Regions from separate parts of the Mus musculus genome. Here region 2 is linked to region 1. The links are chromatin contacts, called in public HiChIP or PLAC-seq maps. All regions are on one chromosome and are shown on one strand. The core of a region is the stretch at or near the end of the contact, and the rest is flanking DNA. Distances in the headings are between cores, read along the strand shown.

Region 1 (5,204 bases), core at 1,192-3,691:
GAGTTTTTCCCACAATTCCAGTTTCTTAGAGTCCTCCACCCTCAACAATCATTTGGAGCAAGTCCTTTCAGGAGTCTGCCCTTAGGCTGGCCTGCTTTAGCAAGCTCTCTTTTCTTTCTTTTCTACATCTCGGTCCCATGGAGGGACTCTAGTCTCTACTCTTAATCCCTACACTTTACCATCCAGATGCTTTTCCCAAAATGTGAACTTCCAGAGGTTTTTGAGGTGTGTGTGTGTGTGTGTGTGTGTGTGTGTGTTGTGTTGTTTTGTTTTTGAGATAAGGTCTCAATATGTAGGCCTGACTGGAACCGTCCCTAATCTTCCTGGCTCTTCTCTCCAAGTATGAGAATCCAGGTGTGCGCCACCACCCCTGGATGTGCCAAGCACTTTGTAAACATTTTCCATACAAACTTGTTTATGGCCAACAGTCTTGTGAGTGGGTGCAATTATACACTCCCCTTCTCTAGGGGAAAGCTTGAGACAGGGTCTCATTCTAGCCTTTGCTATCTTGGTGTTTGATATGTTTTGTGTCAGCCCTCCTATCTCTGTATTACCTACCCCATTTGAGAAACAGCAGATACGGGGCACTGAGACCCTCCCATTAGAGCAGAGGGAGTCACACCATTTAAGTCCATGGGTACTGTCACCATGGTGGGTGTGTCAGTGTCTTCCAGCCTGGCAAAGAAATGGGGACAGAACTCCCAGCAAACAGGTCCTCAGGTGTGTGATCACAAGCAGACCCTCAGAGCCTGTCCCTCACAAGGCATAGTACACTGCAAAGGACAGGCAACTCTGGAAATTGTAGGTGCTATCATGGCCGTGCCATAAGCCTATCATCCCAGCACTTGGGAGGCTGAGGCAGGAGGATGGGGAGTACAAAGCCAGCCTGGGCTATAAGAAGACCCAGCTTTTTATTTTTTTTAAGGACAAGAAAAGGAACTAGACTTGTAGCTCCATGGTACAGGGCTTCTCCAGGAGGCGTGAGGCCCTGGGTTCAATCACTGATACTGTCTCAACTGGGCATGAGGGTACATGCCTGCAATCCTAGCACTCAGAAGGTGGAGGCAGAAGAATTGCCATCGATCTTCCTCCGCTATAAAGTTTGAAGCAATCCGGACAATGTTAGACTCCGTCAAAAAAAAGAAACAAGAAACAAATGAGGAAGTCGAGTTCAGTGCGCAGAGAGAGTTCTGGGATTGTAGTTCTGGGGTGTTTGCACCCACGGCCTTGTGCACACTAAGTAAGCTGCTCTATCAGCTGCAGCCCCAGAGCATCTTTGAGTGGATTGTCTGAGCACACATAGTTAATATACAGGAGGCAGAATGCCTCTGCCAGAGGTGAAGCCACCCACAGGCACTTTCACATTCACAAGCTTCCCAGATCACCTGGGAGGCCCTCACACAACTCTCTCTCTCTCTCTCTGTCTCTCTCTGTCTCTCTCTGTCTGTCTCTCTGTCTGTCTCTCTCTCTGTCTCTCCCTCTCTGTCTCTCTGTCTCTCTGTCTCTCTCTCACACACACAGATACACTCACAAACACAAACCAAATACAACAACACACACACTCACAAACATTCACACAACACACACACATGCACAGTGGTCCTCACACAACTCTCTCTGTCTCTGTCTCTGTCTCTGTCTCTGTCTGTCTGTCTGTCTCTCTCTCTCTCTCTCTCACACACACACACACACAGACATACTCACAAACACAAACCAAATACAACAACACACACACATGCACAGTGGTCCTCTGGAACCTGCTGTCTATCGCACAACTGGGCACTGTCCCCAGAACTCACTCCACTCATGCGGTCACACCATGCTTCTCTCTGTCTGCTCAGAGATTCGGCCCAGCCCTGGTCACATGAAGCAGCAGCATGGGGGGCCTTGGGAGGAGGGGTGCTGGGGCCAGTGGGTAGACCCTCCCAGTTCGCGGACTGTTTCACAGACAGAGCCCGGATGCTTCAGACTGGCGGAGTGAGACAGGTAGGCAAACCTACAGGGGAGAGAGGGAACGGAGGGCAGGCAAGGGCTGTGGCTCTAGGTCTGTGCGTGTGCACAGGTCATACACTGCTCAACCATCTCCAATGGTGGTGGGAATCCCCCTGACCTAGCACTACACCCAGAAACTTAGGATCTGAGGTCACAGTGACACGCTTGAGAAGGGCCACCTCTCCTCTTTTTGTGCTCCTGTTTTTGAGTGCTATGGTTTGAGGGGAAGGAGACAGTCAGCGAGCGGGAGGCTCCGGACGGACAGGCACTCCGGGGAGGAGGGGGCGCAAACAGAAAGCAGACAGTGGTAATTTGGGGATACGGGTGTCCCCTCGCTGCCATCTCCGGGTCGAGCCGTCTGTCTGCCCTGGCCGGTCTTGGCTGCTGTGCGCGGTCGCGCCGCTTGGCCAGGGACAAACAACCTTCCCGTCGCTAGGTAACGGCGTGCCACAGGCTGCCGCGTCACTGCGTCAGCGCGGGCGGCCGGGGGGGAGGGCGCACGGAGTCGCAACGGCGCTGTGGTTTGTTGACGTTGCTAGGCAACCGCCGCGGCGCTGCCCAGGCAACGCGAATCGACTGTTCTCCGTCTTAAAGTAGCAGGAGCCCTTCCTGGTTCCCGGGAGGAGACCCTGGAGCTGTAAGAAGAAGAAGAAGAAAAAAAAAACAGTTCCTTTCTGACTACCGGGACAGTCAGTGGATTTGGAGGCTGGGTTAAGTTTACCCCGTTCTCAAAGCGGAGACAGAATACCAGGTTGCAGCTGGCAGCTGTAGATAGATATCTTTATTTCTTTTTTCCTTCTTTTCCTTTTTTTCCCCCCTCGGTGTCAAAACAGGTCTCTGTAGCCCTGGTTGTCTGGAATTCACTCTGCAGACCAGGCTGGCTTCGAACTCACAAGAGATCCATCTGCCTCTGCCTCTCAAGTGCTGGGATTAAAGGCGTGCACCATCATCGCCTGGCTTAGATATTTCAACTCAAGTACTTGAAATGTTGGTGTTTGTTGGTTGTACTTTTGGTCAGGTTGGCTTGCAGCAGGTGCGTCGGGTACGTGGTAGTGAGAAAAAAAAAAAAAAACTGGATTCTGGTCCCTGCTCTGTAACTTTGACCTGTGAGCCCTTTCTTTACTGAGGTGGCATCGTCACATTGCTCACCATAAGAAGTGTGAAATCGCTAAATTCTGTAAAGCGGGTAGTGGGCAGAAGCACTTGCCACCAAGCCTGAGAAAATGACTTGAGTTCCTAGGACCCACATGATAGAAGAGTTTTCCTCTGACTTCTACATTTGCATGCTGGCACCTGTCCTCCTACCCTACATAATAAGTAAATAAATGACAATAAGAAACTGACCTGGTTCTGTACCTCACTGATTTTAAGATAAACGAGCAAGGGAGATGGTTCAGTGGGCAGAGGCGCTTGGTGTTAACCTGAGTTCGATCCCTGGGACTTAAATACAGGTGAAAAGAGAGAATTGACTTCTGTAGGTTGTTTTCTGACCTCTACACACAGGACATAGCACTTAATTCACCCCACACGGAACAGGTTAATAAAAATGTAAAATAAGTGGCGAACAGGAATGAACATATTTCATGCACTGTGGCGTACTAAATAGGCAGCTCTGTTGTATACTAGTGATTTTTTAAATACATTTTTTGATTTATTTATGTACATGAACGTGCACCACCTGAGTGTCTGGGGGTTACAGATGGTTGAAATGTGGGTGTTGGGTGGGAATCGAACCCAGGACCTCTGCAAGAGCAACTGTTCATAACCACTGAACCATCTCTCCAGCCACTATTAGTGATGTTTTTATTATGTCCCACCAACTGGCAGGTGGTGCTGCAACCCTGCCATTTAAATCCTGACTGTGTGACCCTAAGTCAGTGACTTGTCCTCTCTGACCCCACTTTCTCCTTTGTGAAACCCATGATCTCTGTGTCACAGAGTCATTTCCGGGTAACGGTCCTGGGTGGGGGTTCCCCTCATGGGGCTTGTCAGGTCGATGACCTGTGTCTGTGTAGTGACTCACCATGCAGTGTTATGTAAAGCTCTTAGGTTCTGCATGGAGGGCAGGTTATGTAAACGATGTCTTTGGTACATCCTACGTAGGAGACCTGGAGAGGAGAACCTGGTCCCCTGAGATTGTCAACCCATGGCAATGGCTTTGACTAGCAAGCATGGCTCATGTGTATACACACTGTTGAAAGAACATACACCCCTCCTGGGGTGGGGGTCCCTCTGTCTGCCTAATTATCATTCTGCCTTCCAGTCATGGGTTTACTTGAGAACTTTATGTTTATTAGTTTATTATTTCTGTGTGTGAGTCTGTGTGTTTTGCCTATAAAAGCCAAGTTCTGATGCCTAGTAGGATAGGTTCTGCAAAGACACAGTGCGGGGGGGGGGGGCGCGGGGGGGGGGCGGGGGGGGGAGGAAGCACAAACAAGAGTTCCTTCAACTGCAGCAAGGTAAAGAGGTGCAAGTATGTATCCCAGCCACTCAAGAGGCTGGGGGAGGGGAAATACAGCCATTCCAACCTCAGTGACTAGACAAAACATGTGTTTGAAAATAAAAGGAGATGGGAATGTAGCTCAGTGGTAGAGCCCCAGCCTGGAATCCTCCAGTGAGGGGTAGGGACATGGCTTCTTAGTAGAGCCCCTGTCTAGAAACCCCCAGTGAGGGGCTGGGGTGTAGCTCAGTGGTAGAGCCCCTGCCTAGAATCCCCCAGTGAGGGGCTGGGGACATGGCTTATGCTTTGAGTGCTTTTCTAGCCCACAGAAAGCTCTGGATTCCATCTCTAGTGCAGACAGATAGACAGACAGAAGTGACAGGTAGAAAGCGTTTGTTTTCATTCCATCAGAAAACACATCTCCAAGAGCCCAGGGCCACATCTCGGTAGACATGTGTGACTAACTTACACAGGTTGTTGCAGGAAGTGTGGGGTGTGCCTGCTTTAGGACTGTGATTGATCGTGGAAGGCTGTGGGTCCTCCCCTTGGCATGTACCAGCCTGTCTGTAAGCTAGTGACCCAAGTCGGCACAGGGGATGTGGCCTGACAAGCCTCGCACCTGTCAAGCAACATTTTCCCCGTTGGGTCCAGACAACACCCTGCTGGATGTGGTTACCTGAGAACCTTGCCGCAGAGCTGCGGGACAAGCCCACATGGAGGGGTGCAGCGCAGGCTGTAGCTCTGGAAGCTGACGATGTTTGTTGTATCTTGG
Region 2 (5,204 bases), core at 1,667-4,166, 84 kb after region 1:
TACATACCTGCTTGCAGACAAACGCTCATGTACATAAAATAAAAATAAATCTTAGCAAATGGTGGTGGTGCACCTTGAACCCTAGCACTTGGAAGGTGCGTTTCTCTGAGTTCAAGGCCAGCCTGGACTACAGAACAAGTTTCAGGACTGCCAGAGCTACACAGAAAAATTCTGTCTCAATACTAGGGACATAGATAGCCAAACAGTGCCAAGGCCCTGGAGTCCATCCCTATTACCATAAGAAAAAAAAAGTTGATGGATGGGCATGTGGTACCAACCTGAGATCAGAAGATCAGGGCTCAAAGCCATCCTTGGCTAAACCTTCCTGTGCTACCTCAAGTGCTGGTTACAGGCAGACAGCACTGTTTGGGGACTTGTTTATTGTTTGTTTGGTTTCCAACACAGGGTTTCTCTGTGTAGCCCTGGCTGTCCTGGAACTCACTCTGTAGATCAGGCTAGCCTCAAACTCAGAGATCTGCCTGCCTCTTCCTCCTGAGTGCGCCACTTCTGCTGGGTTTAATACATGTAATTTTTAAAGAGATAATCCTCCATTACACAGTGAGTTCAGTGCCCACCCCACCCCACCCCACTTCCTTTGGTGATCTTGGGGCTGCCTGAAGTAGCATTTTCTAAGTCTCAGCGTAACATGTGGAGGCATGTGAGGTGCTCCTTCAGCAGTCTAGCCCAGAAAGAGACCCAACCTCAAACTCAGATATACAGTTTCTACTTTGTGAGTATCATTTTCAAAGGCTTTAAAGTCAAAATCTTAACTCAGATGGTCTTATTGGGTACCGCCAGGTTATGACTCAACCTCTGGAGGGGCATAGTGGCCCACACCTTTAAGCCCAGCATTCAGGAGGCAGAGGCAGGAGGAGTTCCATGAGTCCAAGGCCAGCCTGATCTACAGAGTGAACTCTGTCTAAAAATAAAATAAAATAAAATAAAATAAAATAAAATAAAATTTCAGGAGCAGGACCGGATCGAGCAGGAATGGGAAAAAACATTTTGGGGCTGGAGAGATGGCTCAGCAGTTAAGAGCACTGACTGCCCTTCCAGAGGTCCTGAGTTCAATTCCCAGCAACCACATAGTGGCTCACAACCACCTGGAATGAGATCTAATACCCTTTTCTGGAGTGTCTGAAGACAGCTACAGTTTATTTACATATAATAAATCTTTGAAGAAAGAAATAACATTTCAACTTCTCCCCAGATGTGGAGTCTCACACCTGTAATCCCAATACAGAAATGGGAGGATCAGGTGTTCAGGTCACTTCATCTCTACAAACAAAACCAAAATACCATACCATATACGAGGCACGTGAGTAAGATCACCGGTGAGCGCGTGTAGAACCTGGGTAGGCTCAACCTCACACACCCTGTAAGTAGTCAGTCTCACACAAGCTCAGGGTGAGCCATCCTGACTCTGCCCCAGTGTGGCCAGGATCACCACCGCCCTCCCCACCGCACAATCTCAGACCCAAGGGGCCATGCTCCATATGCAGCTTCCCACAGCTCAGCCGCAGCCATCTGCCACTCGAGCTGTCCCCGGCACTCACAGGAGCCCCAAGAGAGCTTCACTAGTCCACAGCAGGCTTGCCCCACACTCACGTGTGTGCACGTATACACACACACACACCTAAGTAAACCTCAGCTTGCAGACACAGTCACCCACATACCCACACACAGCCAACAGTTAGTCAGTGACAGTCACATATCACTGACACAATTCCACACACTCCACCCCCACTGCCACGCAACACCTAGATCCAACCCCATTCCCTGCCACACATGGCCATCTGTGTGAATCAACCACAAGTATACAGTTGACCCAGTATCTCAGTCACACATGCTCAGTGCTATGCACAGTCCGCATGTAACACACACACACACACACACACAGGAGACAGACAAGATCATCCACATTCACTCTGTCCCCATCACTGAGTAACATGGTAGCTCATTTCTTTTACACTCTTACCCACAATGTGACTCTTTCTTACTTTTAAAATATATATAATTTTATATATACATATGTATGTGTATATATATGTTGATACAGATTTTCTCTAATATATATACATATGTATGAATATGTATACATTGACACAGAATTTCTCTGTGTAGCCCTGGCTGTCTTCAGAGATCCGCCTGTCTCTGCCTCCCGAGTGCTGGGATTATAGGTGTGCATCATGATGCCTGGTCCCTAGTCAACTTTTTTCCCTTTATGTACTTATTGTGTGTGCAGAGGCACATGGATTGCCAAGAGAACAACTTGCAACTTAAGGGAGGAGTCCTTTCTCTCCTCCCACCTTTCGGATCCTGTGGATCAAACTTGAGAAATAGACAGTTTGGCATCAACACCTTTACTCTCCTTGCTGGCCCACGTTCCTTTTCTTTTTCTCCCTCCCTTTGGCATCTGTACCCACATCCGCCCTCCTTCTGTCTCTCTCCCTTGAGTACGAAGCCCAGGCTCGCTCGCCTCCAACTCCGCTCCTCCCGCCTCAGTTTCCACAGTGCGCCCTGCCTTACTCTCCCTCTCTTTGCACACCTCGCGCAGGCTCCCTTACCATGCATGTCTTGCACCCTCAGGCTGCAGCGGGGGACCCTCCGACAGCCGGCCAGCCCCTCCCCGCGGCCGCGGAGACCCTGCACCGGACTTCGCGTCACAAGGCCCCGCCCCGCCCGCAGCTGTTTTTCTACTCCGCTAGGGGCCGGGCGGGGCTCCGCGGGGACCCCGAGGCTCATCCCGGCCACCAGGTCCCTGGCTCCCTCCCTCCATCCCTGCGGCCCCCTCGGGAATCCCGAAGCAGCCGCCGCCGTCCCCCGTGCCCACCTGACGGCCGCCCGCCCGAGCCGCCTCGCTGCGCGGAGACCGGGCTGCTCCCGCTGCGCGGCCGCCGCCTTCCCGGAGGCTCCTGAGGGAGGTGGGGCAGGGCAAAGCCACGCCCCCGCAGGTGCGCAGGCCGCGCCCTCCGCCAGCACACATTGAGAAACCTGTGGTCTAGAGGCGGGGCGGGGCCGATGGAGGCAACGCACGCCCCCGCAGGCGCCCAGGCCACGCCCTCTGCCGCAGCATTCGGTGAAACCTGCGTTCCGAGAACTTCTGAAAACTTTATCTGGGGGCCTTCGAGAAGGCTCAGACAGTAAGGGTGCATGCTGCCAATCCTGAGGAGCTGAGTTCGATCCCTGAGACCTTCAGGGTGGACAGAGACGGACTCCCACATGTTGTTTTCTGACTTCTACATGTGTCCAGTCATACATACACAAATATGGAATAAACAGATGGCTCATCAGGTAAGAGTGCTGGCTGCTTTTGCAGAGGACCCAGGTTCGATTTCCAGAACCCACATGTCGGCTCAAAATCATCTGTAATTCCAGTTCCAGGGAGATCCAGCACTTTCTTCCAGGGCCTCCACAGACACACATAAAATAAAGATAAAAATCTCCAAAAAATATTGTTTTAATAATTACAACCTGAAGACCTTGCACAACTATTCCTGGCTGAGAAGATGGTAAGGGCGCTAGCTGCCAAGCTTGACAGCCTGAGTTTCATCTCCAAGAACCATGAAAACTGACTCCTGGGAATTATTCCGGAGTTGGTCAAGGAGAGCCTGGATGGATTCACATGCATGGATGGAACGTGGGCACCCACACACGTGCATTTGTGTATACATACGGACACATAAGTAAGAGGGGTTTTCTTTATTTTAAAGATTTATATTACTGTGCATTGGTGTTCTGCCTGTAGATCTGGGTGAGGGCATCAGATCCTCTGGAACTGGAGTTACAGACAATTGTGAGCCACCATGTGGGTGCTGGGAATTGAACTTGGGTCTTCTGGAAGACCTGAATTGATTAACATGAGCTAACAGTAGTGTGTGCACTGCTGGGAGTGGTACCCAGAGCCCTGTGAATACAAGGAAAAAGCATCTACTATTTAGCTCTCCCTGCCATATATATATTTATAGATATAGATATAGATGTGTGTGTGTGTGTTGATTTTATTAATTCTCTCTGCCCTCCTTTTCTGAGGCAGGGTCTCACTTAATTCTGAAAATACAGCCACTGTACCCTAGTTACCTTTATTTTATTGAGGGGGGATAGAGTCTCCCTATAAAGCTCAGCTGGGCTCAAACTTACAGTCCTGCCTCAGCCTCCTGAATAGCTCCCATGCTGCAGTATCTAAGAATCTCTTAATGTAGGCTCCTGGGTCTTTAATATTCTACAACGCGTGCCCTGTGTCTCTCTGGTCGTCTTCAAGGTCAAGACTGTAGAGTGGCATGATGCAGATGCGCAAAAAGTATTTACAGGATGAACGAAGCAAATTCTAGAAGTTATGAAAGGTCCCTGCAGTGCACGAAACCGCCACCAGATGGCACTGCGGGTCCACGGAGCCGCCTCGGTGTGCTCGCCCTCCAGAGCCTAGATGTCCTCCTCCAGGAAGCTCTCAGTGGCCACTTCTGTGACACCACCCCCGCCCCCCTTCCCAGCCCCAGGCTCGCAGCCTCGTGGCCTCGGGTGTCGTCATCCCTGCACACTCCAGGTCGCCACACTAGAGACAGGTGCCCGCCAAATTGAACTGTGAGTGCATGGCAGCGTCCTGGAACCTGAGTATGAGTTGAAGCCTAGACATAAATCGTGTTGTAACGGTTCTAGTTATTTCTAGAATAAAGAGGAATGGAGAGGGCAGCTAAGTTCTGTGCCACCGCTCTGGTCTTAGGACACTAACAACAGATCTGCTGCACGTTCATCATGAAGCAGACAGGGGCTGGTCAGGTGCAGATCCCAGCTCTGTCATTTGCTGGCTGTGTGCTGTCCTCCGGTTCCTTCTGTACAGAACCAGATTCAGGGAACCTACTTCCGGAGATCGTTGTCCGCAGTTCCTCCAAAGGTTTTTGGGTGGGTGAGACGGCTCAGCATCTAAAGGCTCTCGCTGCCAAGCCTGAAAACTTGAGTTCAAGTCCTGCGGCCATCTGGTGGAAGGAGTGGCCTTACTAAGCACTTCCTCCGCTGTGGCCTGTGTCCTGCAGAAGGAGAATGGCTCCGCAGGCGCCGGTGAGAACCAGATACGCTGGAGAGTCCCCAACCCCCATCTCTTTGGCCCCATAGGTTCATACTTAACCTGCCGTCTTCTTCCTCATGTGACAGGAGAAACAGATTAGGAGCAAACCTCTAGGAAGGCAGCCGTTGTTCCAGCACACTGT

Evidence for each region. HiChIP or PLAC-seq counts read pairs in DNA pulled down with a chosen protein or histone mark.
Region 2: a contact with region 1 is called in an HNF4G HiChIP or PLAC-seq map of pancreatic cancer cells. The contact joins the promoter of Klc3 here to the enhancer-like site in region 1. A contact is called at or near these places in 4 of 39 promoter capture datasets (the HPC-7 cell line, embryonic stem cells and stem cell-derived epiblast-like cells), 3 of 115 datasets of contacts at active chromatin or transcription factors (CD8 T cells, embryonic stem cells and pancreatic cancer cells) and 2 of 9 other capture datasets (adipose tissue and liver).

What each region holds. Positions count from the first base shown.
Region 1 is chr7:19,317,665-19,322,868 of GRCm38.p6, forward strand. No RefSeq gene overlaps it. Among named protein-coding and RNA genes, the nearest start is that of Fosb, 10 kb to the left of the region's middle. RefSeq lists an enhancer at 1,743-2,602. Within about 2 kb of position 2,442, at least 330 of the 459 cell types and tissues checked have an H3K27ac peak or open chromatin away from gene starts, as enhancers often do. A contact at or near this core is called in CD8 T cells, adipose tissue, pancreatic cancer cells and 1 more, where this site is marked.
Region 2 is chr7:19,401,188-19,406,391 of GRCm38.p6, forward strand. Klc3 (kinesin light chain 3) reads right to left here and starts at 2,917. Exons shown (of 13, transcript NM_001286039.1): 1 at 2,834-2,917. Gm38954 (a long non-coding RNA gene) reads left to right here and starts at 4,502. Exons shown (of 3, transcript XR_881873.2): 1 at 4,502-4,581.